Linked DNA regions of Mus musculus: regions 2, 3, 4 and 5 are each linked to region 1. The links are chromatin contacts, called in public HiChIP or PLAC-seq and promoter capture Hi-C maps. All regions are on one chromosome and are shown on one strand. The core of a region is the stretch at or near the end of the contact, and the rest is flanking DNA. Distances in the headings are between cores, read along the strand shown.

Region 1 (5,691 bases), core at 1,432-3,931:
GTCATCCATCATGCCTGGCAGCCTCCATTGTCTCAGTTTTGGGTTTGAGCCAAGTCAGACTCTTTCTGTTGGTAGAGGGGGTGGGGTGTGGGATTCGCTCACCAGGCTCTGCCAGATCTGTTCCTGTGGAGCTGAGCCCTGGTGTGAGTCAGGGCCCTGCAGGCATGTCCATCCTGCCTGTGCATTGGGAAAAGGAACTCAGGGCTCCTCGTTTTCTTAGGTCACATTAATAGGAAGTAGCTCCTCATTTCAAGTGGAAGAGGCGGGGCTTGCTCTCGGTGTCATAGTTCCTGTTAGCTTTTTCATTCATTTTGTGGATGTAATAAAATTCTGTTTATAGTCAGCTACAAAGTGAGTAATTGCCGTGCAGCCAATGAAATTCAATATAGGTTTGTCGCGGTTTTTTGAATTTTAATTAAACCAGTCTTCAAGTAAATGAGAAATGCTGCCGCTTTTGTTGTGACAAGTGGCATTGACAAAATATTAATCTAATGGTTTATTTGTCAGCAGCCTCCAGGGGTGTGTTTTTTTTTTTTTTTTTTTTTTTTTTTTTTTTTTTTTTTTTTAAAGATTTATTTATTTATTATATGTAAGTACACTGTAGCTGTCTTCAGACACTCCAGAAGAGGGCGTCAGATCTTGTTACAGATGGTTATGAGCCACCATGTGGTTGCTGGGATTCGAACTCCTGACCTTCGGGAGAGCAGTCGGGTGCTCTTACCCACTGAGCCATCTCACCAGCCCCTCCAGGGGTGTGTTTTGTTTGTTGTTTCAGTTTGTTCTTTCTAAAGCGCACAGGGAAGAATAAGCTCTTTAAAACTCCATGAAATGAAAACTCCATGTATGGAATATTCCATCACTGATAACTCGCCAGCCACAATTGCATGTGTCTCTTTTATGGCACGGAAAAAATTTTATGTTTTTAAACCAGATGTCCCTGTGGCTCACTTTTTTTTTTTTTTTTAAATGTCATTAGAACTGTAGCTGGGATAAATAACCAACTATTGCCTACAAAGCCTAATATTAAGGACTAACCAGCCCCAGTTCCTGTTACATCACTTCCTTTTTATCTTTATAAATTACCTTGTGGCTTAAAAATGACATCTTGGTGGTGGATGGGGGTTCTTTTTATGACTGAATTATTTAAGTTATTTTCTCTGGAGACTCTTGAACTTTAGTAAGCTAGAAAGAACGTAAACGTTTAAAAATGAATATTCTTTCTGTCAATCTCTTGCTCTCCCTCATGGGGCACGATTTGATGTTTGAAAGAGCAGTTTAATTTCAGATTCGGTTAGTTCTGAGTCCTTATTACAAAGCAGATTTTATTCAAATGGTAAAAAATCTTAACATTTTCTCATCTTTAGAGCTGGCCTAAAACACAAAGATTTAAGAGCAATCTCCTTTTGCCCAGTATTAGGAATCTGTGACAAGTAGAGTGACTACTACTTTCCCTTGTCAGTGAGTCCATCCATAAAGCCCACTAGTCACTTTGCACCAACACTTAGCCTGGCTGCTGCCTCCTCTGTCACCACTACCACCATCAGATTGTACAGGCGTAGGGGTTGTGTTTGGGGGTGCAAGAAAGACTATTGTTTCTAGACACCCAAGTATGGCCGCAGACAAACCCGCAGAGCAGCATGTCCGGGAGGGAGCATGTGTCTACTCAGAGCGCCAGATCAACCCCAATAGTTTTTCAGGGATGCTAACCCTCTTGTAACTGCCAAATTGGATTTGTCGCTGAATGAAGTATCAGCTGCTGCGGACAAGGCCATAAAAGCCAGCCGGCTGGCCCCTTTGTAGGCGAGGCTTAGCCAACGATTGATATGTTTTAGCACTTTCAGAATTATTGTGATTAGGAGGAAACCATTCTGAATGAGAGAGAAAAGGGGGAAGGACTTACAGTCACAGCTGGTGAGCAGCGTGTGTTTGCAAAGAGGAAGTCACCATTATGGCTTTCTCCTGGTTCCTGCCCTCAGTGAATAGTGTGAAATCTCGGGAGGAGGAAGTCCTGTCCCTACTAGAGTCTCCTCTGCAGGATCTGGAATGTTTAGGATTTGAGAAGCCTGTGCGTTTAGACATCAAGGTGTGTGCATGTGCGCAATACACAGTGGCTAAATGCACACTGGTCACCACGTGTGAGTGAATTGAGTTAATTAACTGTAGAGCTATCACTAGTAACAATGAATGTCTTATCTTAGATTTCCCACACCTGAGGTTCTATGACGCACTTTTAAAATAAGACTCTTTGTCACCTGTCCTCAGGGTGGCCTTGCAGGTTAAATGGGAAGACACAGTGCCTGGTTTAGGCTGTCCAGGTATCATACAGTGTTTTTAGACCGAATATTTTTAGGTACCACCCGTCCTAGGAACTCTTACCCTGATCGTGCACCAGCCAGGAGGCAGCTCTTGGAGTGGCTCAGAGCTGTGTGGCTTTCCCAGCATTCCCAAATACACATGGATTGGCTGCCTCTCTCGCAGTCCCCGAGGGCACCCCATTCCAGTTCAGAGTTTGCTCAGCAATACAACTCAGGAAAGAGGCCGGCTTGCCAGGTCCCGGGGAGAGCCTTTCCAAGCCTGTGAAAAGCACGAAGCATCCAGCAGCCGAGCCTGCTTACAGCTGGCCCTCCTGGCCCTCTGCTAGCTTTGATCTGCGAATCAGGCCGCACCATGAATGCCCTTATTGTCATGTTCTGTGTACACAGTGTGTGAATTATTGAAAATAGGGAGGCCTGGGCCTCATCTGGTAGAGATTACAGTGCAGGCATGCTGGGCGAAGGTCTGTAATTGAAAATCCCCAGATGCTGTTTATTTGCCCTTTGTCACATGACCTGCAGCAGGAAGATTGTCTGAACAAAACGCTGCCTGCGTGGAGAGTAGAGCCTGCCATCCCCCACCCCAGAGCTTCCACAGGCGCAGTCAGTACACAGCTTAAACACCTGCCCGGAGGATTTTTAAAGGCTTAAAATAGATTCGCTCATAGCATTTAAATAGAAGGCATCTTGCTTGTTGGTTTAAACTGCTTAAGCGGTTGTTGACTTGTGGAACCTTCTATCCACACGAGGGTTTGCTGGATAATTTCACTTTGAGATATCTTTACAAAGCAGAATTCAAGGCTAGAGCCATATAAGGCTATGACGCATGGGCTCTTGAGTGTAGTGGGTGAGCTAGCAGATGTATAGTCCTTCTATCTTTAGAAAACATTATGGATACCCAGCATATGGCCCTGAGTTAGTGAGTTGATTCTTACCTGTTTGACCTGTTGTGAAGAAAAGATGTTTCCTGGAAAGTATTTTCTCAAAGGCCAACTTACCTTTTTGTCAGGTGGATTGGGGCAGATGCTACTTCTAAAAGCTATGAAGGCCACCAGAATTTTAAAAAAAAAAGGAAAGCCAGGTGTCCCAATACAAGCCTCTCAGCCAACTACTCCAGGCTTAAGACTGAGAGATAACTTCATAGACAATTTTCAACACCAGCCTAGGCATCGTGGGGAGGCCCTGTGTCGGCCGGATGGATGGGTAGGTGGGTGGGTGGGTGGATGGATGGCGGATGGGTGAATGGATTCTGAAGATACAAGGTTCTTAGTTTTCTGAGTTTATTACACTCATCCTACCTCTGGTCCTTTGTCTCACCTGCCGCTCAGAGGGGAGGGAAAGTCACAGGTAGTTCAGTATTCCACAGTCTTTCCACCCAGATCCTGTTGTACCTTAAGGACGGGAGCCCTGGCTTTTCCTTCTTCTGCCAGCATGGAGCTCTTTCATGTTCCCCGTGGAGAGAACACATCAGATGACTGCTTCTTCTGCCCCACCGTGCTGCTCTTCAGAGTAAAAGTGTTACAGGAAGAGATGGAAACCAGCATCAGTATGGCGGCCGATCGTAGCCTCTCCTGAGGTGCTGTGAGCCAGGAAGACAGTAGTCTCTGGAATCAGAATATGGCCCCTGCTTTCATGAAGCCCAGAATTTGTCAAGGAAATTGGGCAAATCCGTATACCATATCACCAGGCAGTTCTTGTACAGTATCCAGAGAGTCAGGAACTGGTGATCAAAAGGTCCTTCTAGTGGTCATGATGTCCTAGGCCGTGGTGTCTTAGGAACTTAGACATTATTGTTCAGCAGTTTTGGGTGGACCACAGAGGCAGGAAAGAGTGAAGGCTAGTCATTTTATCCAAAAGGAACAGCTCCCAACAGGTGCTGAGGAAAAAGGGTGTGTCAGGGAAGTGTGTGCAGAAAGTGGCGGGTAAGGCCAAAGGTGGTGTGCACATCTAGGTTTTTGTTTTGTTTTGCAAGGTAGGGAGGATATCTGTGGTACCTGGGTAATTAGAAATATAATAGGTATAAAAGCAATGGACTCTCTCGAATTCCATATTCCTTCTAGAGAGGTGATGTGGTTAAATGTGATCAGTCACTGTCTAAACACGAAGGACTTTTTCCAAGCCACTGGTTTCTCTCTAGCTTGACCTCACAGGGCTTGGAAGTAACATCAGGTCACATGGCCCAGAGCCAGGTGACCTTGGGAGACAGCATCCCAGCACTTGTGTCCCCAGGCTGTGCTTCAGCGCAGCTCTCCCTCCCTCCCACCTTAGTTGGCCCGATACTAGCACTGCAGACCATCTTGCCTCAATCTAGGGCTCTGAGGTTTATATAGCAAATTCCAGGCCAGCGAGGGCTACATATTGAGACTTAAAAGAAAAAAGAAAGAGGGATGTGGAAGGGAGGGAGAGAGTCAAGAAAAAAAGCAGCAAACAAGCTAGGTAGAGGGTGGGCCTGCCCTAGGCTCAGTGCTGGAAGCAGGCACGCCCAGAATGTGAATCAGTGCGTCAGTAAAGAGTCTCCGTGAAGACCAGTGGTTCTTAGCACTTCTCATGTGTGGATTTCACACTTCTCTAAGGCCAAATAGTTAACAAACAGACAGAGTGTTCTTAGCGAAGTTTTTCATTAACGAGGCTTTCCTGGGTTAAGGTTGAGATTAGCTCTCTTTTTGGACTGGGTCCCTATTTCTGTGGGGGTGGGGGTGGGGGGGTGGGGCATGAAGAAGGAAGGAGCAAGTGGTGGCCACACTGGCAGTGTTAGGTCTCAACTGTGTGCACCTCTGACATTGTTAACAGAAAGGACTTTTGAGTCCAGGTGATGATGCTGGGACTTCCCAGCCTCCATGATCCTTGAGCTTTTTCTTTGTTTATTCATTTAACTAATTTAAAAAACATGTTTTGGCATGTGCAGTTGGAAGGTGCTGAATATGGGGTCAGAGGGAAGCAAGGGGACTCTGTAGAGCAGTCTCTGCTGTAGGAAGTGGGGAATTCAGGCACAGCAGGGGCGCACTGCTTACTGTTGGGTGTGAAGGAATAAATAAATAAATAAATATCCAGTTTCATTTCTGCTGCCTTTGGACCACCTGGAAGTTGTAAGGCAGTTGGGATGAATGCAGTGAATAGGAGCTTGCAAGCAAGAGAGGAGAGCAAGAGTGTTTTAGGGGAGCATGGCTACAGAGATATGGAAAGCGGAGCCATGGTGTGGGAAAGCTCCCTCCTCGTCCTCCTGGAGCTGTACAAGATCCCCATACAGGAGTGCTCCGTGGAGGACTTCACGTTTCCCTCAGAATAGACACGGGAAGGGTATACTTGCTACTCTTCACATGGCTTTGCTAAATAGAATACCTGCCCACCGCAACTTATTGGATGAAGGATTTTTGTGGTT
Region 2 (5,691 bases), core at 1,696-4,195, 450 kb before region 1:
CTGCTGGGGACAGGGAGCAGGGGGAACACTGAGATAGACAACTTACAAGCAGGCAAGACTCTGGCTTGCCGTGGTGGGATGTCAGTCTCTGTGGTCTCCTGGCCCAGGTGCCTTTGAGCCTGTGGTGGGGCAGCACACCATGGTGGAGAAAACTGCTCACCTGGTGGCATCTCAGCAGTGAAAAGAAAACCAGAAAGGGGCAAAGATCCTCAAGGTCCTTCAAAGCTCCAAGCCCAGTGACCCAGCTTCCCTGCCCTAGACCCCGCCTCCTAAAGCTCCCACCGCCTTCCCCAGCATCACAGGCTAAGGACCAAGCTTTTCACACGCTAGCCCTTTAGGGACACTTAAAATCCAAAGCATGAGAACCCAGTTCAGTGGTGTCTATTAATCTTACGTCAAAGGCATGGTCCTAAATCTCTACCATCCCAGAGCCAGGCTCCGTGGGCTAGAGCAAGATCAAGTGTCTGCACTGGCACAAGAATCCCAAGTGCATCGATGCAGGTCAGCATGCCTGCGCTTTAGGCAGCACAGCAGGGCAGCTTGCTGGTGTGTGTGAATGAAGTGGCTCCAGCACCTGCCCAAGCCACTAAGCGAATATATCTAATTCATGGAGTTCGTGGACAGAAATCAGTACAACTAAGGAGGGCAATCTGTCCCCAAGTTGTGCCAGCCTAAACAAGTCAGTTCTTCTTCATCTTTGAGTGGTCATTTGACAACAGCTATAGAGAAGGAAGAACATTGCTAGTATGCAACAATGAAATCAGATCAATGACATCTGGCTAAATTCCTGCCCTCTACGCCTTTCCCCAAAACAGGTTGTGCACTGTGAGCTCCAACAGTGATCCTTTAAAATAACACAGAGTAGGGCCAGAGAGATAGCTCGGAAGGTAAGAGCACTTGCAGAGGATCCAGCCCTCAGATGGTGGCTCACAACTGCCTGTACTGCCAGCTCCAGGGACTATGACACATCTTCTGGACTCTGAGGGCACCAGGCATGCACATGGTACACAGGCATACATACAAGCAAATACTCATACACATTTTTAAAAACGAACATAAAACCTACATGCAAACATACTACTATGTAGTAGTACACACAGAGTGCAAGCTTGAGAGAAGGGACTCAGCTAAGCTTTGTGCTGTTTGACACTGCTCAATAAACCATTGCTGTAAACGTTACTTAGACATTTCTTTTGCCCGATGTGGGTATGCAAACCTGTATTCTCAGCACTTGATAAGCAGAGGGTGGAGGGTTGCTGCTAGCCTGAGGTCATCCTGGTCTACACAGCAAGATACAGGCCAGCCAGCGCTACATAGTGAGACCATATCAAACACAAAGGAAGAGAAAGAAAAAAGGGGCGGGGGGAGAGACAGAGACAGAGTCAGAAAGAGACAGACAGACAGACAGACAGATTCTTTTGCTGAAAAGTGCTGAATCCAGAGGGAGCAGGAAGATTGTAAGATCCAGAGAACTGGGATGTTTTCAATGAGATTGTGTTTCCTAGTCATGTCAGATGCTACATCCATGAAGTCTCACCAACATGACTACCTAAACGGAAGCCGAGTTAGGACATCCACATGCCAACGTGGGTGGGGGGAAAGCCCATGTGGACTCAACCCTACACAAAGAACTGGAGTCAACTAAGGCGTGCTGAGAGGGGAAGAAAGAGTGGGAAGAACACAAGACCCCATTGCCCTGAAAACACACATACGAGTAATATACAAACAGAGCAGGTTATATTTAGGAATGTGTGTGTGTGTGTGTGTGTGTGTGTGTGTAACAACAATTATTGGGGGAAAACCGAGGCCATGAATTTGAAAGAGAGCAAGGACAGGAACATGGGACAGTCCAGAGGGCGGAAAGGGAAGGGAGAGATGATGTGCTTATATTATAATCTCAAAATTAGGAGACCAATGCTGCTGCTCACTTGGGCCCACAGGCTGATACAGAGCAAGGAAACCCGGCCTTTCTACCTGAATTTGCTTCTGTCTTTGTCCAAGCTTTGGGCCAGACTCCTGAGTGTCAATCACTTCAGAAGCGTCTGTGTTGAACTAAGTGATACCCGCCCCATCTCTCCCACCTGCCAAGGTTGAAGGCATAAAGAAGAGAGTGATCCTGGCTTACTTTTAGCCCTTATAGAGTCCTGTTCCAGGCCCCCAAAGAAGTCTACAGGTTTCCAGTCACTGTTCTAACCTACAGTCACTCCTTAGATTTCAGAGCAGCAGAGCATGGCAAACGGTCACGGTGATGAGATCGCACACAGCCCACCCCCAGCCTCCATGATCATGAGAAGGGCGTGGCCTGTTCTCTCAAGCACTAAGATGTTTCTTCTAGTCACTGTGCAGAGCCAGAACAAAACACTGATTAACCAGCCCCACCTGGACTTTGTTCTCTTGCCTCCTGACCCAGATCTTTGTCTATTAAACCCAGAGCTCACATCAGCACTCCAGAGATGGGCTCAAATGCTTGCTTTGTGGTGTTTAAAATACTTAACCTGCATTTTCACAATGGCGTCTGCTCACTTTCTCTGGGAAAAGCTTGACATATGGGTAAAACACCATGGCCAGGACAAACTTAGAAAAGGATGGATTTATTTGGGCTTACGGTTCCAGAGGGATGAGAGTCCAGCATGGCACGGAGGCCTGACAGCAGGCGGCAAGCAGCGGTGGCGGCCAGAGCAAGAAGCTGGGAGCTCACCTCTCCAATAGCAAACACAAAGCAGAAAGTGAACGGGAAGAAGGGTGAGGCTATACATTCTCCGAGTCCAGCCCTCTCAGTGCCCAAGCATTCAAATACCTGAGCCTCCTGGGACATGTCTCGACCCAAGCTTCACAGAACCCATGGAGCCGGGCCTCTGACCTAGGACTCTTATTATATTATGACCTCACTATGGTGAAACTATGCCTACGTGGCCTATTACCACCAGTGGGGCACTTGAGCCATCAGTTCCACTATCCCACTGAGGTTAAAGCAGAGACCCTAAGGAGCTGAAGGTTCTGGTCCTGAGAAAGGAAACCCAGGTAGTGGCTGGCATGGCAGTGCTCAAGTCAGCTCACAGGGGTGGGATCTCACAGGGGTGGGATCTCACAGGGGTGGGCTGATGTCTAAGTGAGGTGAGAGAACATTCACTGGAGAGGTGTTGGATCCAAAGAGTTCTGTGTTCGAACCTTCCCTGTTCATTCTCCCACACCCAGACCCCTCCTGGGGGTCTCTTCCTCCCCCATACCTCCCAGTTCTACCTTCTGCCCCTCACATGTGCGCTCACGCCCCTCCTTTCTCTATGATGGAAGCACGGGGGCCCGTGCCTGAGAGCCCTGCACAGGAACAGGATGCAGCTGGATGCCACATCTGTTCTGAGGTTCGGGGCGGCCAGTGCCTGTGCTCAAGGCCCAGCCAGGCAGAGGGGAAGCACACAGGGCCCTGCAAAAGTGCTTCCGCAGGAACCCAACTTCCAGGAGTCAGTTCTCACTTTCTACTTTATTGGGGCAGGGTCTCTCCTGATGTTTCTATTCTCCCATCTCACTGTAGGACTACCGCCATTACAGACACATGCCTCTACAGCCAGGTTACTTTTTGAGATTGGAATCTAATTACAACATTTCTCCTTTTCTTTCCCTCCCTCCAGACTCTCCTAGACAGTTCTCCCTCCTCTACTTGAAATCATGGCCTTTTTCCTTAATTGCTATTGCATGCATATATGTATTTGTATCATACAGATATATTTCTAAAAATAACCTGTCTTGTTTATATAGTGTTACTAGTATGTGTCTCCAGGCCTGACCAGTTAGCACTGGGCAACTCATTAATGTGCCCTTTCCTGGGGAAGGCTTTCCTTCCTGCTCCCAGCATTTCATCTGGGTTGCAGGGAATCAAACCATCTCCCCAGCCTCCTATATAATTATTTTATGGACGTGTGTATGAATGAGTGAGTGAGTAAATGAATGAATGAATTAATGAATAATGGGAGGGGGGTCAGAGAAGTACACTATGATAAGAAGTGTCTCCGCCCATCCTAAGCATCTTCCTGCTAACTTTTGGTGAGTAAGCCATGGGAGACAAATTCCTCCCCTACACAGCTAATGGTCTCTTACTCCCTCCTCAGCTCTGCAGCGGGCCCATAGCCTCCAGTCTCCAACTCCAAGCAAATACCAGAACTGGAGAAGAAGATTCCAGTCCAGTGAGTCATGGGCAGGGGGAGGGGTGGGGGAGGGCAGTCTCGCTCATTCCTTACATGGTATCTTCTCTGGCCTAGCCTGGAATCCAAGGGCAAGGAAAACTGTTAGCTTGACTTGATTTCCACTGCTGGCTGTAATCATTGCCGAGGGATTTGGGAACTCTCCATTCCTCTCCCTCTACTCGGAAATCCCAGCACCTTAAGATTCTGTAGTTTCACAGAGCTGTAGCAGCTATGAGCTCCAAGTTTGAAATGAGAAAGGGAAACTGAGAGACGGGTGCTTGGTTCTGTCCCAGAAACTGGACTAGATCCCAACCCCACCCCACCTCTGCTTTTGGTTCTATGCCATTGTGACCAAGGCAAGAAGATAGCAGCTTGCACTAGAATATAAGTGTGTGTGTGTGTGTGTGTGTGTGTGTGTGTGTGTGTGAGAGAGAGAGAGAGAGAGAGAGAGAGAGAGAGAGAGTTTATTTCTTCTCCAGATCTTGGCCCCGGGTGAGTTTCAGAGCTCCCACAAGAGGAACAGTGTCTACAGTGACCATGCACACACAGTCACACAGCAAACAGAATTCCTCCAGGACCCTTGAGTGAGAAGCTGAGGGTCCACCCTGCTCTGACCCCATCACCCTCTTCTGCCTCCCCTAGTCTGCATGTTCTCTCTCCCACCTCCATCTGCCCAGGCTGACCCAACACGGCCTTGGGCTTCTGCTCTTCCTCCTTCCGAGTCAGCTTGATTCCTGGCCAATGAGTCACTTCCCACCAACCCCCAGACTCACCACTTCTCCTGTGTCTACCTGGGCCAAGGGCCACCTTTGGAGCCAGACCAGGCCTGCATACCTGGGAACAAGCTAAGATGACACCTGAATCATCTGAGCTCCTTCAGGTGTCAAACCTGAGAGGACAGAGAGAACTAAGGTTTCCAGGAGTCTCCCCACAACAAGCGCTAGGATCCCTCTCAGGCCAGTCCTCCTGGGTGCTAAAGCCATCCCAACAGTTGAGTACCACCAGTGTCAGGGCGCTCAGTCAGTCCTCAGCAAGCTCCCAGCATGAGGTGAGATAGGAGCTTGGCAAACATCAGGGACAGGGGTTCTAAAAAAAAAACAAGACAGACTTCTACTACTCAGAGGTGGACTTCGGGGACAGACCTGGAGACTTTAGCATTCCATTACTAATGGATACAGGGTGTGAGTCTTAAGCAACAGTCATGCTAGGTGCAGACAGGGCTTGAACCTGTTATTTCTGTGACCTAGCAAGGTCTAGTTCAAAGGAGTTCTTGTTTATGTGTAAAAGGGGGGAAAGAGAGAGAGGAAAAAAGGAAGGAAGTTTAAAAACTGGTTGGATTAGGGCCCAATGAAACAGTATATGGGTTCAGACTTGCAGGATGCTGCCCCTAGAGGGCGCTCCAAGACTTTGAGACGACAGAGTCCTTCCTACTAGGAAGCAGTAGTACTCGGAATCCCAGTCATCATGTCAACCCCGAAAGTCAAGAACCCCTATGCCCCAGAACAAGGCTTAT
Region 3 (5,691 bases), core at 1,012-3,511, 420 kb before region 1:
AAACCTTAATACCCATGGCCCAGGGCACTGTCTCGGGGCTTTAAGATACTTGCCACCAAGTTTTGTTCTGACAATGAGTTTTGTCCCCAGGACCCACATGATGGAAGGAGAGAACTGACTCCCTCATGGTGTCCTCTGACCCTCACAAGTGTGTGCACACAATAATAAATAAATAAATGTAATAAAAAATTCAACATCTACTTGGGATTTAAAAAAAAAATCTTTCAGCAATAGGACTTAGTCCTGAAACCCTACAGCAAACATCTGTGGATCATCCTTAAAGTATGCAAGGAGCTGTGGGGACAGTTATACTCTAAACTCTGGGGCCTGAGGCCGATCGAGACAGCTGTGAACTGAGCCTGGAGCTCATGAGAAGTCAGAGGACGTGGGTTGACCTGGAGCACAATTGCTAAAGCACTTGCCTGCCATGTATAGACAAAACCCAGAGTACAGAAGGCAGGCCTGAAACCACAGGCACTCTGAGGAAGGTGCCCCACGCAGCGCATTGAGGGTTCCGCCATAACCACTCGAATGCCAGCAAGCACCAGTAAGCATATCCAGCGTGTTAACAAGATTGCAGTGAACAGTAGATTAGCACAGATTCTAAGGAGGCGAAAAAATAGTCACATCTAAAGAATGACTTCTGAGCCAGATGGCGAACAAGAGTGGACCTGGTAAAACCACACACCAATCTGCAAGCAGTTAGGGGCATGGCAGTCCCTCAAGAGGAAAATATACACAAAACCAGAATGGCTTCAAACAGATTGTACACATTTTTGTTGTTGTTGCTATTTTTACATTCAGAAAACAAACAGCTGGACGCTGTATGCCAGTCACGCCCAGGTAAGCAAAGACTAGGGTACACCAGGCTTGGTCACTTGAATTTGATGCTGAGGGTCACTGGATCTCAGTAGAGACTGACGTAATTTGCTTTGTAGTTTTGAGAGCACTCTTGGGGAAAACTAGGTCACTATAAATGACAATTAACAAGTTTGTTTGTGTTAAGCTCTAGTTTGTTTTGGTTGATTGGTTGGTTGGTTGGTTGGTTTTTTGGTTTTTGTTTTTGTTTTGTTTTTTTTCAGACAAAAATCACATGTGGCTCAGGCTGGCTTTGAACCCACAATTCTCTTGCTTCTACCTCCCAAGTGCTGGGGGTGGGCACCATCTTGCCCAGACACTGAGTGTTGATTTCACTATGGCAAGTGAAATCTTTCCAATGTGTCTAAAAAGATCCATGATAAGAATTCAGGAGCAAAGACGTTTGACAGAAGATCCAAGCAGAGGGTAAGAGGAAGAGGAAGAGTTAAATAACTGAGCTGTCCTGGTCATGGCCAGAAGCCACCTTGCCTTCTGGTCACACAGCCCTCCAGGTCAGGAGTCACTGCTCTGTGGAGGAAGGGCTTTGCCTGTGACAGCTGAAGCCACTGGAAAACAATGGTAGACACAGGAAAGCAAGGAACCTGGATAGGCACCATGCATTCGCGTCTTTGTAGATGGTCCATTTCCATTGTATGAGCCGGAAAAGGAAAAGTACCGCTAAGGTGGTGCTGCTGGTGGTTTCAAGTTGTTAGAAGACAAAGTTTTATGTTTTGTTTTGTTTTAACCACCTCGCTGAGTTTTACAGATGAATGGAAACTAACCCTGATGGAGCTGTACACCTAGACACAGGGAGGCAGACTGAGGAGCAAAGGGGCAGTTTACTGAAGTGTTACTATGTACAGAGCATCGTGCTGACACTTCCCCACGCACCTTCTCATTTAGCAGCCCTAACCAACACTCGAGGTAGCACCGCCAGCCTCCTCATTTCAAAACATGGGGAAGACCAAGGCAGAGAGAGAAGAGGTGACTTGGAGAATATCACAAGCCTGATTGACCTAGAAGTCCATGCCCTTCCCCACATACCCACATCGAGAGGTAAAGCTCCCTAAGCTTCGTAGGCCCCACGAGGGCAGAATGTGATAGGGGACAATCGATAAGCAGAAACTGTGGGACAAACCCTTCAGTGCACTATTGGAATTAAGAGAGCAAGATCTCCCCATATCTGACACTGAAAAATCGGGTTTCCTGGTATCTTAGTTACTCTCCTGTATAAAATACCTTGACAAGATAAACATAAGGGTTTATGGTTTCTGGGGGATTGAGTGCATCATGATGGGGAAGGCACACTGGTTGAAAAGGAGTGAAAGCAGAGAGGGGAAGGCATGGTGACTGGTCACATGGAATCTGCATTCAGGAAGCAGAGAATAAACAGGAAGTGGAGCCAGGCTCTAAAGCCTCAAGGCCTGCCCCCAGTGACCCACTTTCTCCAGCCAGCCCTGGCCTCCTAAAGATTCCACAAACTCTCAAAACAGCTAGAGGTCACATGTTCAGCTACAGGAGCCTCCGGGGGACACCTGTAAACCCTTACAAGAAGCTGTATCTGCAGAGTCCCCCAAAACGACTTTGTCTGCTAAAGAACAGAAGGCTTTAAAAAACTGAACCAAAGCCAATAAGATCACAAATTTAGTGTGCTGATAAAGGAAAATTAAGTGGCTCAGTTCATCTTGTGTTTGCTCCACACATGTCGGGGGAAGTCGCTGTGACATCTAGGAAATGTCTCCACCGTGACAGGAGTTCCATAAGGGACACATGAGATGGAAACAGGGACACAGGGACACATCATGCAGGTGACTATCATTGCCTAAGTAGATCAGGCGCGTCCGTGTAGCAGAGCGAATTGAATTTGAAAAACAAAACCGAAAGATTCTCTGCAAACAGTAAAATAGTGCTTTAAAGCTGTTTCTTTTGGATCGGGGACAAGGAAGGGGAAGCCCAGGGCTGGTGGCAGATGGTATCTTGTTAGACGATAAGGAGAAACAGCATTTCCAACTTGCAGCTTTTCTGTTTTCTCTATCGTGGAAAATGGTTCTTAATATAGAAACATTAAACAAACATCTAGAAGAAATTGTCTCTGGATGGATGATAAAATAGAAGAGCTGTGAATTTAGATTCTTTTTAAAAGAATTTACTATTCTTAAATGTGTGTGTGCCTGTGTGTGTGTGTGTGTGTGTGTGTGTACAGGTGCCCCACAGAGGAAAGGTTAAGAGTATATACTGTTCTTACAGAAGACAGGATTTCATTTCCCAGTGCGCACATCATAACTACTTAAAACTCCAACTACAGGGCATTCATGCCCCTCTTCTAGACCCCTAGGACACCCACACTCATATGCACTCATCCACGCAGAAACGTTTTCTAAAAAAGAAATTTGTCAGTCGGGCAAAAGATTTCCCTATCACAGAAGAACAAACAGGGTGGTATTTAATGTCTTTTAGTTATTAATTGGTTAGTTGCTAATTTTCTGAGACAGGGTCTTACTACATAGTCCCAGACTGACCTGGAACTTACTGTGTTGGCTTTGAACTTGTGGCGATCTTCCTACCTCAGCCTTCCGTGTGCTAAGATATCAGGTGCCCCTCTCCACACTCAGCAAGGTATGTAATGAGATGCATACCAAGTCTTGAACTGAGTTAAGGAAAGATTCGCTACCTAAACGAAACACAGAGCACCTATGTACCATTGCTATTGTGGAAAGCCAGGGTTCCTTTGTAAATAAATATGAACTTCAGTGACCAGGGCTGTTAAAAACCATGTCTGTAACTGGATCACAGGACAAAGGTGTGAGAATCTCCCTACCTCCTCTATATTTCCACAAGGTTTCTCTGTTGTGATTTGAGTTGATCTGGTCACGAAGATTAATGGACAATATTATTGTTCAGTAGATAGACAGAACCTTCTCCAAATGTCTAGAGATAGCAAATATAACAATCACTCAAACCCTGGCTTTGATATAAACCAAATCAATAGAATACTTTTGTGATCTTGAATCAGGGGTTGGAGAGAGGTCTCTGTAACTAAAAGCACCCAAGTGTTGGGTGCACACAGCAACTCTCAAGGATCTGGTTTCTTCTTCTAGCCTCTGTGGGCACCAGGCATGCACTTGGTGCATAATTATGTTCAATAAAAGGGAGTATCTCTAATGATATAGGAGTACACATTTATCTCTCACTCGATTCAATCCTAATTGTATTTTTTCATCATTTGGCTTTTCTTCAGGGGAAAACAATCAAAATGCCAGTCACCAGCCTTTGATCAAGTGTCGTGTGACCATCCCTGGCTGGGAAGGGACCACACACCACCTGGGCACTCGTTAGGAGTTTGATTTGCAGAGGGGTGAAGAGCATGAACAAAGGTCACCACCGGGCAGCTAGGGCTTCTCTGATGCAGAAACAGACATCAGTTCATGGACACACAAGTAGGCAGGAGATGAGTCCTTTATAGGAAGGACATTAGCCATCACGGGCATGCGACCTTGGAATTGAAGTAGTCCTATCCTCCATGCCCAGCAGGCCTTCCCCCAGAGCAGGCTCAGGTGGGTTTCATTTGCAATGCCCATGACCTTGAAGCATCCACAGGGTGCCAGGAACTGCTTTCCTGCTGAGCCCTGCTTGCCATAAACATGGCCCGCTAAAGTGGCTCGGAAGCAGTTTGATCATGGGGCGAGAAATGCCAATCTAACCCATTTGCCATTGATTTCTTAAGCAGATTCAGGGACACAGGATGAAGCCCAGCTTTTGCAGGAATGGTTTAAGCTGGTTCTGGAGAAGAATAAATTAATGCGATATGAGTCGGAGCTACTGATCATGTAAGTAAAGCAACACAGATAACAGTGAGTGCTAACAGCCTGGTAGCGGGAGCGGGTGGCTCACCGTCCTTGGCTGGAGTCCCAGGGTTTTTCTTCTTTGTGCATACGGAACAGTGATTGAAGCAAATTGGTATTTTGTGTCTTGCATATCATGCTGGCATTAGTGGCAAGACTCTTTACTTGTCTGCTCTCTCTGCAGAGTTCAGTGGCTAAAATAGATTTCAGTAGCAGGTCAGGAGCTAGAAGGTAGCCGGTCTATTCCTGGCTACCTTCTACACACACACACACACACACACACACACACACACACACACACCATCAGTGGGGAATCTGTGCTTGGCCCCTCTGTGTGAACCATGGGGAATCTGCCTGACCACTTCCTGGTGGTTTTAACAAAAGAAAGGCTGAACCCTGGCTGTCTTCAATCTGTCTGTGTGTCTTCTTGGAGAAAGGGCTGGTGACCTGGTCAAATGGTCAGAAAGATCCTAGCTCATCACAGAGTTCTGCACCAGACAAAGGGCACCAAACCCACACATCATTCTGAAGAAAGAGAAAATAGCATTGGCTATAAACCACTAAACTCCAGAATTACACTGTGCATTTTCATTTTTCCTCCACCTCTGAGAAGTCATCTGGGGACTTTAGAGCTGGTTCACTCTTCCCTGCCAGGGTTCTGAACCAGGTGAGAAGTAGGCAAGCCATCCAAATATCACATTCATTATTAATAGTGACTAATGGCTGACGATAAGACCCCGGGCAGGCTGACTAACTAGTTTCTTAGTTATTATCAAGTACATGACTCAGTAATAGGAATGTCTTCCCTTAATCTGGAAGCGAGGAGTCCACATGAAGGGGCTGAGAGAGCCTCATTCTCCTGGATGCTCTCACAGGAACTCCTTCCTTGCCTTTTCCACTTCTTGTGGCTCTGGCCATTCCTTGGCAATAGCTCTGTCACTACAGCATCGTATGTCTCCATCCAGCCTTCTCTGTGTCTCTTCCATGTCTG
Region 4 (5,691 bases), core at 1,724-4,223, 330 kb before region 1:
CTTTAATCCCAGGAGCAGGCAGGTCTCTGTGAGTTCAAGGCCAGCCTGGTGGACCTAGCGAGTTCTAGACCAGTCAGTGCTACTACACAGTGAGACCCTATAGAGGGGTAGATGAGACAAAGCTGACAACACTTAGGGATATGTGGGTGGCTCTAAAGAAAACCACAGCTGTTTCTGGATGGGCTGGGGTGAGCTGTCTGGGCACGGGATGCAAAGACACTGGAGTGGTACCTGCCTGGTGATGGGATTTTTTTTTAAAAAAGGTTTTTTGTTGTTGTTTTTGTTTTGTTTTGTTTTGTTTTAGTTTTAATTCTATGCATGTGAGTGGGGTGAGTCTATGTACATAAGTACAAGTGCTCCAGGTGACCAGGGCCATCAGATCCCCTAAAACCCACTGTGAGCCACTCAGCTGGGTGCTGGGAACCAAACTCAGGTCCTCTACAACAGCCATATAGGCCCCTAAGCACTGGGCCATCTCCACATCTCCAGCACCTGTGATGAGATTTAAATCAGAGTTCAACCTACATTCTGGAACATGAGTCCATTTTTGGTTGGTTTGGTTTGGTTTCCTTGGCTTTGCCTAAGCTGTCACCCAACCCACCCAACTTCTCTTATTTCTCCTGGCCTCTGCTTCAGGCCCTTGAGATTGCATTTAGTTCATGTCTGAACATTTTTATAGGCAGCACTTCTTTACCTTACTGGGGATGTTGACCCCAGTGGGAAGCAGGGCCTGGAAGATGATCAGAACTAGATGATGTTGTAAGGGTGGGATCCCCGTGAGGTAAAGGGTGGGTTTTATAGGGAGAAGAGGACAGACTTGGAATTCACGGTGCTTGTGACCTAGCACAAAGGCAGTCACCAGACACCAGCATCAGAACCCCAAAGAAAAATTTCTCTATAAAACAGCCAGTCTGTGGTGTTTTGTGATGCCAGTAGAAAATGGATCAAGGAACACATTAAGACTACTATTAAAGCTCATATTTAAATCTATAAACTTTTAAAATACTGAAGTGTTTTTGTTTTATTTAGTGTTGGGGGTTGTCTTAGTCAGAGTTTCAATTCCTGCACAAACATCATGACCAAGAAACAAGTTGGGGAGGAAAGGGTTTATTCGGCTTACACGTCCACACTGCTGTTCATCATCAAAGGAAGTCAGGACTGGAACTCAAGCAGGTCAGGAAGCAGGAGCTGATGCAGAGGCCATGGAGGGATGTTGCTTACTGGCTTGCTTCCCCTGGCTCAGCCTGCTCTGTTATAGAACCCAAGACTACCAGCCCAGGGATGGCACCACCCACAAGGGGCCCTTCCCCCTTGATCACCAACTGAGAAAAAACGACCCACAGCTGGATCTCATGGAGGCATTTCCCCAACTGAAGCTCCTTTTTCTGTGATAACTCCAGTCTGTGTCAAGTTGACACACAAAACCAGCCAGTATAGGGGTAGAGCATGTGGGAGCCAATGTCATATGTGCGGAGGTCAGAAGTCAAGAGTCTGTTCTCTCCTACCACCACATGAGTCCCAGCTATCAAACACAGGTCATCAGGTTTGTCATCAAGTGCTTTTAAGCCACTTCAAGCCATCTTGGCAGCCCACCTTTTCTAACTTTATAGAGGGAAATATCCTATCTTTTGATTTTAAAGAATTCTTATAAAGAATTAATGTTGGAAGTGATACATGTCTATAATCTCAACTACTAAAGAGACTGACTGGGCAGGAGGATTACAAGTTCAAGGTCAGCCTAGGTAATTTAGCAAGATCCTATTTAAAATTCAAATTTCTTTTTTAAAGGGGTTAAGACGGTAGCTTTGTGGTAGAATGCTTGCTTAGTGTGTGGAAGGCTGGAATTTAATCCCCAGGTTGAGGGAGGAAGGGAGGGGGAGGGAGGGAGGAAGGGAGGGAAGAAAAGGAAGAAGGAAGGAGGGAGGGGTAAGTTAGTTGAATGTTATTGATGGCTTCCTCCATATCTGCTAAAACATTCCTTAAAGATTTATTTTAATTTTATGTATATGAGTATTTGCCTGTATGTGTATATGTATAGTAAACATGGGTGCAGTGCCTATGGGGGCAGAAGAGAGGTCAGATCCCCCGGAACTGGTATTGCAGCTGTTTGTGAGCTGTCATGTGGGTGTTAGGAACCAACCCAGGTCCTCTGAAGAGCAGCCAGTGCCCTGAACTGCTGAGCCATGCCTCCAGCCGCTCAGAATAATCTTATATTTCAAAACATTTCATGTACAAGTTTTGAATTATTACCTCAGTGGTGCTAATTCTCTGTCCTCTGAGATTGCTTGTAACTGATTTTGAGACTTTTTCCTGTACTTTTGGGAGGATATTATTTATGATTTATTAAACTATTCAGATAATTTCCTCTCTCTCTCTCTCTCTCTCTCCCTCTCTCTCTCTCTCTCTCTCTCTCTCTCCGATGTATGTGTGTGTGTGTGTGTGTGTATACATGGATTGTCAGCAAGCACAGTTGAATATACACCACCTAGACTAGTTAGCACTAGGTTAAGTGCTACATGGTAGATATCCCATGATTCATCAAGAACAAACAAAAGCCCCTAAAAGCTATCACCTCCCCTCTTCCTGGAGTCTTAGGGGCTCCCCTGGGAGATTTTAGCATTTCCCCCACTGGACCCCCATTAGTCAGTCTAGGTCAGTGACACAACCCCACCAGGGAACCTGCTCGTGTGGCCTCTTCCCAACACTTTGCAGAAGGTGACTTCCTGCATACCTGTCCTGGTCCTGAGGACACGCTCCTCTAAGTACCCACAAGTGATATCTCCCTGCTTGTGTCCCAGTGTTTTCCTTAAGTGTGTCACTCACCATGGCAAATAATTATCCTAGCTGTATCCTATTATCTAATTGCCTCCTGTGTCATTATGTGTGTCCCCTGAGTCCAGCATCCCTGTAGGGACAGGGTGGAGGGAGGCTTCAGGTCTGTTTATTTATTTAACACAAGCTGCTCTGTGCTGCTAAGTATGTGGCAAACACTCAGAAACCCTCTCTGAGTAAGCAATTGGGTGACTCAGTAATTCTCACCTTACTCTCAGGCAAAACCCAGATTCTGGCCAGGGGCGGATTTGATCAGCTTTAGTGAGCTGGATTAGATTAGCTTTAGTGAACTCATTAGGAGAAAGAAACAAAAGGGTTTCCACAAGGGGCCATGCTTATCTTCCAGGCTGTCAAATTTGTCTATCCATCCTCTTCCATTCAAGGCATGGGTAACTGTTGAGTAGTTCCTGGGAGCTGAGAATGGAAGCTTCAGGGTTGGGGACACACACACACACACACACACACACACACACACACACACACACAGAGAGAGAGAGAGAGAGAGAGAGAGAGAGAGCCTTCCCTGGTTTCATGGTGTTCCCAGTCTAGTAGCAGAAGCTGGTTTTAAGCAAACCAACCAACCACTAGCTACACAGCTACAAATCGTGCTAAGTATCATAAAGGGGAGAGAATGGTGTGGATACCTGCAGTTGGTTTTCTCAATGAGCAGGGTTTTTCAGATGACAGGTTAAGCTGAGATATGCAAAGGTCCTGAGGTGTGGGTTGTATTGTTCCTTAGAGAGGCAACCAAAAGCTAGTATGTGACTGGAGCATGATGAGTCAGGGTGGAGTTCTATGGGGTGAGCCTGGATGGGGCCTGATGACGGGTAAGGTCCTGTGGTCCAGGCCTGGGCATTTGAGTTCTAATCAATTGATTATATGTTTTCCAAGATGCTGTATGCTAGCCACTTTTCTATTTTCTACATCACTATGATAAAAATGCCTAAGAAAAACAATAGAAGGAGAAAAGATTCAGGGCCATGGATTCATAAGCTTTCTTTCATGGTCAACTGGCTCCATTGACCTAGGCCTGGCGTGAGCCAAAACCCATGGTCGAGGACTCCCTCAGCAGTCAGGACAGACAGATGGACAAAAAAGGCCCTACCTGGGCTGGTGAGATGGCTCAGTGGGTAAGAGCACCTGACTGCTCTTCCAAAGGTCCAGAGTTCAAATCCCAGCAACCACATGGTGGCTCACAACCATCCATAACAAGATCTGACTCCCTCTTCTGGTGTGTCTGAAGACAGCTACAGTGTACTTACATAAAATAATAAACAAATCTTTAAAAAAAAAAAAAAGGCCCTACCTTTTTTGTAATAATGTCGTCAAATCGTGTGTACATCAATGGATTCACTCACTGCTTAGGATAGAATCCTCAGTTCAGTCCTGTATCCAAAGCCCTGCCTCTAAATACTACCCTCAGGACCGAGCCATCAACACGTTAGTTTGCAGGGAGATTTTAAAGCCTAGCCATGATAGCTTTTCTAAGCTAGCTTATGTGCTTAATAGTACCCCATCTAATAAATGTGTATTAGCTCATTTAATACTCTGACTTTACACACCTTAGGCGTTATTTATGTTTTTGAAAAACACAAACACAAAACAAAACACAAAACAAAACAAAAAAAAAACAGGGTCTCATGTAGTACAGACCTGAAGTCACTATGTACTAAATTTGGCCTTGAATTCTTGATCCTCCTTGCCTCCACATCCCAAGTGCTGATATTAAAGAATGTTCCACCACACCCAGCTATATAGCTATTATTAATATGCTCAACTTTCCAGTTGAGTAGCCAAGGCCCGGTGAAAATGGGCAATTACTCTGGTGTGACTAGAATGTTTATGGAGGGACTAGGAAACTCCCAGATCATCCTGAGCCTGCAGAGACTACACAGTGGCTCCCACTTGGCTATATAACTATATCTTTGGACCTTAAGTGGCTGGTCAAGTTTGTCAGAATAAGAACAAGCAGACAGAGGCTCTTTCCATAGTATAGGTGAAAGGTCACAGCTTTGGGCTTGGTGCGCTCTATCACTGAAGAGCAACGGACACTCCCGGGTGGCAGAATGGGGAAATATATGTGGGAATGAATAGATTTGATATATTTAGTCTGAAATAAAACACCTTGAAGGCACATTTTTATTAATGTAGAATTTTTAAAAAGAAACAAGAGGACTCAAGCTATATCACAGCACAAAAAGGAAGATAAAGAGAACAAGGAGCGAAATCACTAGGTAACCTTTGTCACTTTAACGCAGTAGAGATAGCAAACGAGAAAGGAAATAGTATTTGAAAGTTTGTCACTTCTCTAGACCACTACCCATAACTCCTTGCAGCATTAGCTAAGCAGGCTGACACAGGGACAGTGACAGCATGAGATAATGGGACTGGTCAGGAATTTATTGCCGTTAAGTGTGACGGGAGAGCTTCTGCCCTCCACCTGCCCTTCCCTTCCCTGCTTGCTGAAGTTTGATCAGTCTTCATGACCCTGCTCAGACCCCTGCCTGGGGTGGAAAAATAAAGCCGTCAATATGAATATGTGATGGCTTTGGTGCAAACTGACAGTTGACAGCAACCAACACTGGCCTTGTTGTGTGGCTTTTCTGCTCAGCCTTTGAACAATGGGTTTCGGAAACGATTCCCACCACAGATGATCCGTTTTGAAAAGCAGATTTTGGTGCCTGAAGGCATGTTTTTTTCAAAGTGTCTAGAAGCTTCTGTCATGCTGGATCACCAACAAGGCGATGCAAAGCTACAAGGAAGCTTCTATTACTATTAGCAGTATGAAATATTACGTTTTAGACAAAATCTTCAAATACAGCCGCTCTGTGACTACCTTTGAGTCTCTTGGGCAGGCAA
Region 5 (5,691 bases), core at 1,758-4,257, 310 kb before region 1:
GCTGCCGCTGCCGCTGCTGCCTCCAGCCCCTGTGGTGTACATACCAGCTCTTCCTCCACCATGTGCATCCTAGGTATTAAAAGCAATCATCAGACTTGGCTGCAACGCCTTTTGCCACTGAAGCATCTCACCAGAGGTGCAGACGTAAGATTCAGAGATAGGCAACTGAACTTCTGCCTCTTGGTCATTAGAGGGTTAAGAATATTAATGCACATTTATATTTGACAAAGCATTTACTGAGGCATTTGGTATTGAGAGATACAATCTACTGACAGAAAAGGATACATAGGTGCCTGGACAGTTCAGTTAGTAGATGACGATGGGGCAGGGCTATGAGGAAAAGGCAGTTCAGAAGTTGGTGATGATGGATTCCTGTGCCTAATGATGCTCCACCCATTGTGTGGCCATTGCCACATAGATGAACTTGACACTGGCCTGGGGAACAGAAAGCTACAGGGATGGGGTAAAGCCAGGACAGAAGATGCAAGCAAGGATAAAGACAGAATGGGCATCTAGATTACAGTGTGGACCAGTTTGTCCAGAGTGCAGCATTTCTGCAGCCATTAGGTTGAACAGAGGGTCCTGCCCTGCAGAAAAGGGGCTGGCAGGATTTTGAAGCAGGCTGTGGTCTGGAGCAGGCTCTGTTTCTAGAAGGAATTAGACGACTTCTAACTACTGTGTGCCCCAAGCCAGCTCAATGATGGAATCCGGGGAATGCTGCTCCATTGTTGCACGTGTCTCTCTGAGGCAGCCTAGAGATGTTAGTACATCAAAGTTTAATGAGTGCTGGTTACAAAAGATTGAGCTAAACACACTCCATCTCCATCTTTCAGGTACCATCTGAAGGGACAAGAGTGGGGTGGTACCCAGTTCAAGGGCTGGTGATAGGGAGAGGGCCCCCAACTATCAGGACCTGCAGCTTTCAGTTGCAATGCTCTCAGGAAAGAAACACCCCAGTGACCTCCCCCTCCCTCCCAAATGCCTTCAGATACTTTCCCTTGATCCAACTCGGCTCAGAGTAGAAGGCAATGGTAGAGCCACTTCCTCTCAGAGACCAGGAACAGGAAGGCACCGACCGGTTGGGAGGACAGAAACAGGACTTCTTGTCATTTAAAGAACCCTGGGTCCCATCTTAGTTGGCCTTGGCCCCTTTGATACCTTGACAGTCTTAGTAAGATTGGGTTCTGGCCTTAGGTGAGGCTGGGCCTCAGGCTAAAACTCTCTGTTGCTTCATGTTGGTGGGAGCTAGGAAGATCAGGGGCTGGCACTGTCCCTTTAAAATAGCAGCTTGTTTCTTACATATGGGGGCCACATGTCTGCAATTTTCCAGTACGGTCTCAATTTCAAATATTCTGTCCCATTTTACCCATAAGAACATTGGCATTTGTCAGATCACATGTTCCAATTTTTGACTCAGAAAATATGGTCACTGTATCCCCTAGACCACAACAAATGCCAGATGGCTTAAAGAGCTAATTTTTTTAATGGCACACTTATCCCAATTGTTAAGGAAAGACAATTTTCTGACTATTGAAGCAATTGAAGAAATTATCAGTGACAAGTTTGATGGGTTCAATTATATTTTTAAAAAAACACCTTTTTGGGTATATGAAGAAAATCAACAAGCAAAGGAATGGAGAGGCAATAAACGGGGCACGGCGAAGCATGACAACCAACATCTCAATAGCCATATACTTTGGGAAGAATTTATTAAAAATCTGAAAGGACATGATGAAGTCTTCATTTGAGGGCTACGGAGATGGTTCAGGCAATAAATGCCTGCCAGGCAAGCCCGGGGACCTGGGTTTGGATCCCTAGCATCTGTGTTCAAAGCTGGGTGTGATGGTTTCATCTGTAACCCCGTGCTGGGGTAGAAAGAGAGCCAATCCACTGTCAGTCTACCCCACTCTGTGAGCACTAGGTTTAGTGGGAGATCCTATCTCAGAAAATAAGGTGGGAAGCAATGGAGAAGACAGCCAGTGTTGACCTCTGGCCTCCACACGTATGCACATGCACCCACACATACACATGCATGTCCTTACATGTACCTACATATCACACACACACACATTTTCATTGAACAAATGTTCAAAGGATAAGAGCAGACAAGTCACACATGGAAACTGTAAACAAGTCTTAAGAGGAAAAATTTACAATTCACATTAAAAGTTGGGAGTCAACCTTTCATGCTTACTACATTGCCAAAACTAAGTAAAAGCCATCGAATCTAACCTGGGCAGAGTTTTGTGGACACATATCCACCTGGGCTTTGAAGAGGACATTATGAGTTATCTTCTCGGTTTTCCTCCTATATAGCAGTGTTACAAAAGCAAAGAGATCATAAGATGTTCCTTTCTGACCCAACAGTTCTACTTCTGGAAAGAGAGTCAAGAAAATAACACTTGAGACAGACAGGGAAGGTAGGTAGATCAGCTGACTTAATTCTAGCTACACCGACATAGCCCAAATGACCAACAGGTGCATGGCAGTTCAAGTGTATTGCAATAAGCCAGGGTAAGTGAATGCTTTGTATTATTAAACATCAAGCGAACTTACCTTATAAACATGTGGGAAGATGTATTTTGACAAAAACACAAGAATATCACTATTGGATGGTGACCACATGGCAGCTAGTCTGGTCCAGCTATAAGGATCGGGTGAGAAGCTAAACTTTGTCATCTGTTCATTTCCTGGGATGAAGTGCATCCTGTTCTGGCCCACTGTTTCTTTGCTGTTGGTCTCAGACATTCTAACCAGAGGCAAGTTCTCCAAATGGAGAACTCTAAGAACACAATCAGGACCCCAGAGTGCTGAACAGTAGATCTCAGAAGTGACTACTGCTTGCTTCTTTAGAGAGATCCCTCTGATAAGGATAGAGGCTTCCAGAATGGCGGTGCATAGGCTGTCTTCCCTAAATGTGAGCCACGAATGCAGAAGTGCCTTGCTGTAAGCGGTGATGAGGATCTTTCCCTATCTCATGAGAACCCTATAACGTAACTGTTTACACTTGACTACCAAAGTGCTTCAGCCTCTGTGTAACATCACAACCCTCCCACTGTGGCCAAAGTCAATACGATCGATAATATAGAGCGTTGTGGTATTTTTAAAACCTCAAATACGAATCTGCTAAAAGTGAAAGTGGAAATGGATGGTGACCACTCATAATGCAAATGTGAACTTTGAAAAACCTAACCTATGACCTTTTGGGGGAGGGGTGTGAAGCCAGGTCTCCTGTGTCCCAGTTAGACCACTTTGAGGCTGAGAATGGCCTTGAACTTCTGAACCTCCCACCCCTACCTCCTGAATTCTGGGATGACAGGCACCATGGCCAGTTTTGAAAGTGCTGATAATGAGCCACCATGTAGGTGCTAGAAACCAAGCCCAGGTGCTCTGCAAGAGCAACAAGTGCTCTTAGCCACTGAGCCATTTCCAATTTCTTCCTTTTTAAAAATCATTTTTGGCATTCATTTCTTTTTCTGTGTGTGCCTGTGTGTGCACATGGATGCCACCGTGTGCTTGTGGTGATCAGAGGGCAGTGTGCAGAAGTTGGTTCTCCTGCTCTACCAAGTAAGTTCTCATCACGGAACTCAGGTTGTCAAGCTTGGCAGCAAGTGCCTGTGCCCACTCAGATGCTCACTGGGCCGTCTTACCTCCTCCCCTCCCCTCTCCCCTCCCCTTCCCTCCCCTCCCCTCCCTGCCCTGCTCCACCTCTCCTCCCTTCCTCTCTTGCTCTTTTATGTAAATCAGTGTGAGCTGACATTTGGCCACACAGCTTTATCGGAATTGATGCAGGGGAGAACTGCATGTAACAGAAAAAAAAACAAAAAACCCAACAAAACCAAACAAAGAAAAGGCACCCGTGTGTTACAGCAACTCTAATTTGAGTTATTCATGATGTTTAACTTGTTTTGAGATTTTCAATCTCAATAAATAGATTTTTATGTTTATCAAAAAGGTCATATATTATCGATGGCCAACCACTGAAGGGCCTCTCTTGTAGGCGGCATTGTGGACAGCTGAGTGGGCTCACTCACTTCCGCTCTGTCCTGCAGACTCTAACTCTGTCCTCCTCTTCTTCAAGCCTCTCAGCCACATCAGTTGTTCTCTCTAGGGGCCATTTATATGTCCCTTGGCAGGGGACAATAGACAATGTACAGGGAGGATGGCATGGAGCAGAGAGGCCAGGGATGCCATTAAGTCCCTCCGTGTGCAAGACAGTTCCCTGTAGCCAAGGATTTCCCAGTGCAATGGTCAGCTGTGCCTGTACTGAGCTTGGAGCTATACTTCGAGTGTGTCAGGTGCTAACATGCCTTCACAGCAAGGCCACTCTCTGGATGTTTTGCAAACTAATAATCACCATTATCAGCTGACATGCTAGGCATGGTTCCACGGCATCATATCTGCATAGTCACTTCTTATTAGGTCACTATTCCCTTATTTTACTAAAACCCCAAGAGTATGGAACCCAAGAAAGCCAAGAGGAGAGAAAGTAGCTTGCCCTAGGCCACACAAACCCATAGCTGATGAGAACGGCTCCCATAGTAAGAACGGCTCCCATAGTAAGAACGGTAAATGAGAAGAATTTGTATTGACTTTTTAAATTTTATTTTGTTTTGTTTTGTTTTTTTCAAGACAGGGTTTCTCTGTATAGCTCTGGCTGTCCTGGAACTCACTTTGTAGACCAGGCTAGCCTCGAACTCAGAAATCCGCCTGCCTCTGTGTATTGACTTTTAAACTGTGTATATATGTTTGTGCATGTTTGCATGTTTGTGTATGTGAAGATGTGGATACCTCTGTGTGAATGTGTGTGGAGGCCGGGGGCCCACGTCAGGGGTCATCCTTAGTCTTAATTACATGGATACATGTGTGTCTGTGTGTGGCTGTATACAAATGAACACAGGAGCCATCAGAGGTCAGATGCATCAGATCCTCTGGAGCAGGAGTTAGGGTGGTTGTAAGCCACGCTGCTGTGGGTGCTGGGAGCTAAACTCGGGGTCTCTGTGAGAGGAGTAGGCACTGTTATCGAGACATCTCCCCAGTTTTTGAGACAATCTCTCTTGAGTGGCTGGGCAGTGAGCTCCAAGGATCTGCCTGTCTCTGATGACCTCTCACTGGGATATCAGATGTGTGCTACTGTGCCTAGCTTTCGTGTGTGTGTGTGTGTGTGTGTGTGTGTGTGTGTGTGTGTGTGTGTTTGAGATGGGAGTGGGGATTGGGGATTCTCGTACTTGAGAGGCAAGCACTTCACCAACTTCATCTCTGCAGCCCTTTAATTTGTGTTCCATCAAGAACTTTGTGCATGGTCATTTCTTTTGTCTTTGCTGGGACCTTGTGGAGTAGATACATTCTACTATCCATCGAAGATGCACAGAAAACAAGACTCGGTGGAATTTGGCTTATGTTTATAAATTGGTGCCATTTAAAATTATTGCCAGTCTCCCTCTACTGTACTGTAGAAGTCTTGCTTTCTTTCCTATGCTGTTAGCGAATCCCCTGCTCACCTTCAGTCTGGCAACAATGTATGCCCTGTGATGAAGAGAGAAGGAAGCAGCTCTGTGTCTGGCATCCTTAGATGGGCAAGTGGAAGCCTGGCAGTGGCTTGGCCAGTATGTCATATTTTCTTTGCTTGGGTATTTTCTGTGGTTCCTTCATTCCCTGAGCCCTCAAAGCTGCCCATGAGAGAACTGTCCT

Evidence for each region. HiChIP or PLAC-seq counts read pairs in DNA pulled down with a chosen protein or histone mark. Capture Hi-C pulls out chosen DNA fragments and counts their contacts.
Region 2: a FOXA1 HiChIP or PLAC-seq map of pancreatic cancer cells shows a contact between it and region 1. The contact joins the promoter of Micalcl here to the enhancer-like site in region 1. A contact is called at or near these places in 5 of 39 promoter capture datasets (hippocampal neurons, liver, stem cell-derived epiblast-like cells and 1 more), 2 of 15 datasets of contacts at CTCF or cohesin (the NIH/3T3 cell line and large pre-B cells), 5 of 484 Hi-C or Micro-C datasets (the N1E-115 cell line, liver, muscle stem cells and 1 more), 9 of 115 datasets of contacts at active chromatin or transcription factors (differentiating embryonic stem cells, embryonic basal ganglia, embryonic forebrain and 6 more) and 2 of 9 other capture datasets (adipose tissue and pancreatic islet).
Region 3: a contact with region 1 is called in a promoter capture Hi-C map of pancreatic islet. The contact joins two enhancer-like sites. A contact is called at or near these places in 2 of 484 Hi-C or Micro-C datasets (the N1E-115 cell line and nephron progenitors), 16 of 115 datasets of contacts at active chromatin or transcription factors (astrocytes, cardiomyocytes, differentiating embryonic stem cells and 9 more) and 6 of 9 other capture datasets (adipose tissue, embryonic stem cells, embryonic tail and 3 more).
Region 4: a contact with region 1 is called in an HNF4G HiChIP or PLAC-seq map of pancreatic cancer cells. The contact joins two enhancer-like sites. A contact is called at or near these places in 8 of 115 datasets of contacts at active chromatin or transcription factors (embryonic basal ganglia, embryonic hindbrain, embryonic limb bud and 4 more).
Region 5: a contact with region 1 is called in an H3K27ac HiChIP or PLAC-seq map of hepatocytes, with 5 times the contacts expected there. The contact joins two enhancer-like sites. A contact is called at or near these places in 1 of 484 Hi-C or Micro-C datasets (the N1E-115 cell line), 5 of 115 datasets of contacts at active chromatin or transcription factors (embryonic basal ganglia, embryonic stem cells, hepatocytes and 1 more) and 2 of 9 other capture datasets (embryonic stem cells and pancreatic islet).

The regions. Positions count from the first base shown.
Region 1 is chr7:112,823,725-112,829,415 of GRCm38.p6, forward strand. All of the region lies in intron 2 of Tead1 (TEA domain family member 1), which reads left to right. Among named protein-coding and RNA genes, the nearest start is that of Rassf10, 130 kb to the right of the region's middle. Within about 2 kb of position 2,682, at least 183 of the 459 cell types and tissues checked have an H3K27ac peak or open chromatin away from gene starts, as enhancers often do. A contact at or near this core is called in the N1E-115 cell line, adipose tissue, differentiating embryonic stem cells and 14 more, where this site is marked.
Region 2 is chr7:112,371,912-112,377,602 of GRCm38.p6, forward strand. Micalcl (MICAL C-terminal like) reads left to right here and starts at 2,946. Exons shown (of 10, transcript NM_001381862.1): 1 at 2,946-3,458; 2 at 4,104-4,178.
Region 3 is chr7:112,402,975-112,408,665 of GRCm38.p6, forward strand. Micalcl (MICAL C-terminal like) reads left to right here. Exons shown (of 10, transcript NM_001381862.1): 8 at 4,586-4,685. The region is part of intron 1 of Gm51494 (a long non-coding RNA gene); the gene reads right to left. Among named protein-coding and RNA genes, the nearest start is that of Gm51494, 8.5 kb to the right of the region's middle. Within about 2 kb of position 2,262, at least 10 of the 459 cell types and tissues checked have an H3K27ac peak or open chromatin away from gene starts, as enhancers often do. A contact at or near this core is called in pancreatic islet, where this site is marked.
Region 4 is chr7:112,488,923-112,494,613 of GRCm38.p6, forward strand. All of the region lies in intron 1 of Parva (parvin, alpha), which reads left to right. Among named protein-coding and RNA genes, the nearest start is that of Gm45998, 40 kb to the left of the region's middle. Within about 2 kb of position 2,974, at least 44 of the 459 cell types and tissues checked have an H3K27ac peak or open chromatin away from gene starts, as enhancers often do. A contact at or near this core is called in pancreatic cancer cells, where this site is marked.
Region 5 is chr7:112,511,749-112,517,439 of GRCm38.p6, forward strand. The region is part of intron 1 of Parva (parvin, alpha); the gene reads left to right. Among named protein-coding and RNA genes, the nearest start is that of Parvaos, 21 kb to the right of the region's middle. Within about 2 kb of position 3,008, at least 7 of the 459 cell types and tissues checked have an H3K27ac peak or open chromatin away from gene starts, as enhancers often do. A contact at or near this core is called in hepatocytes, where this site is marked.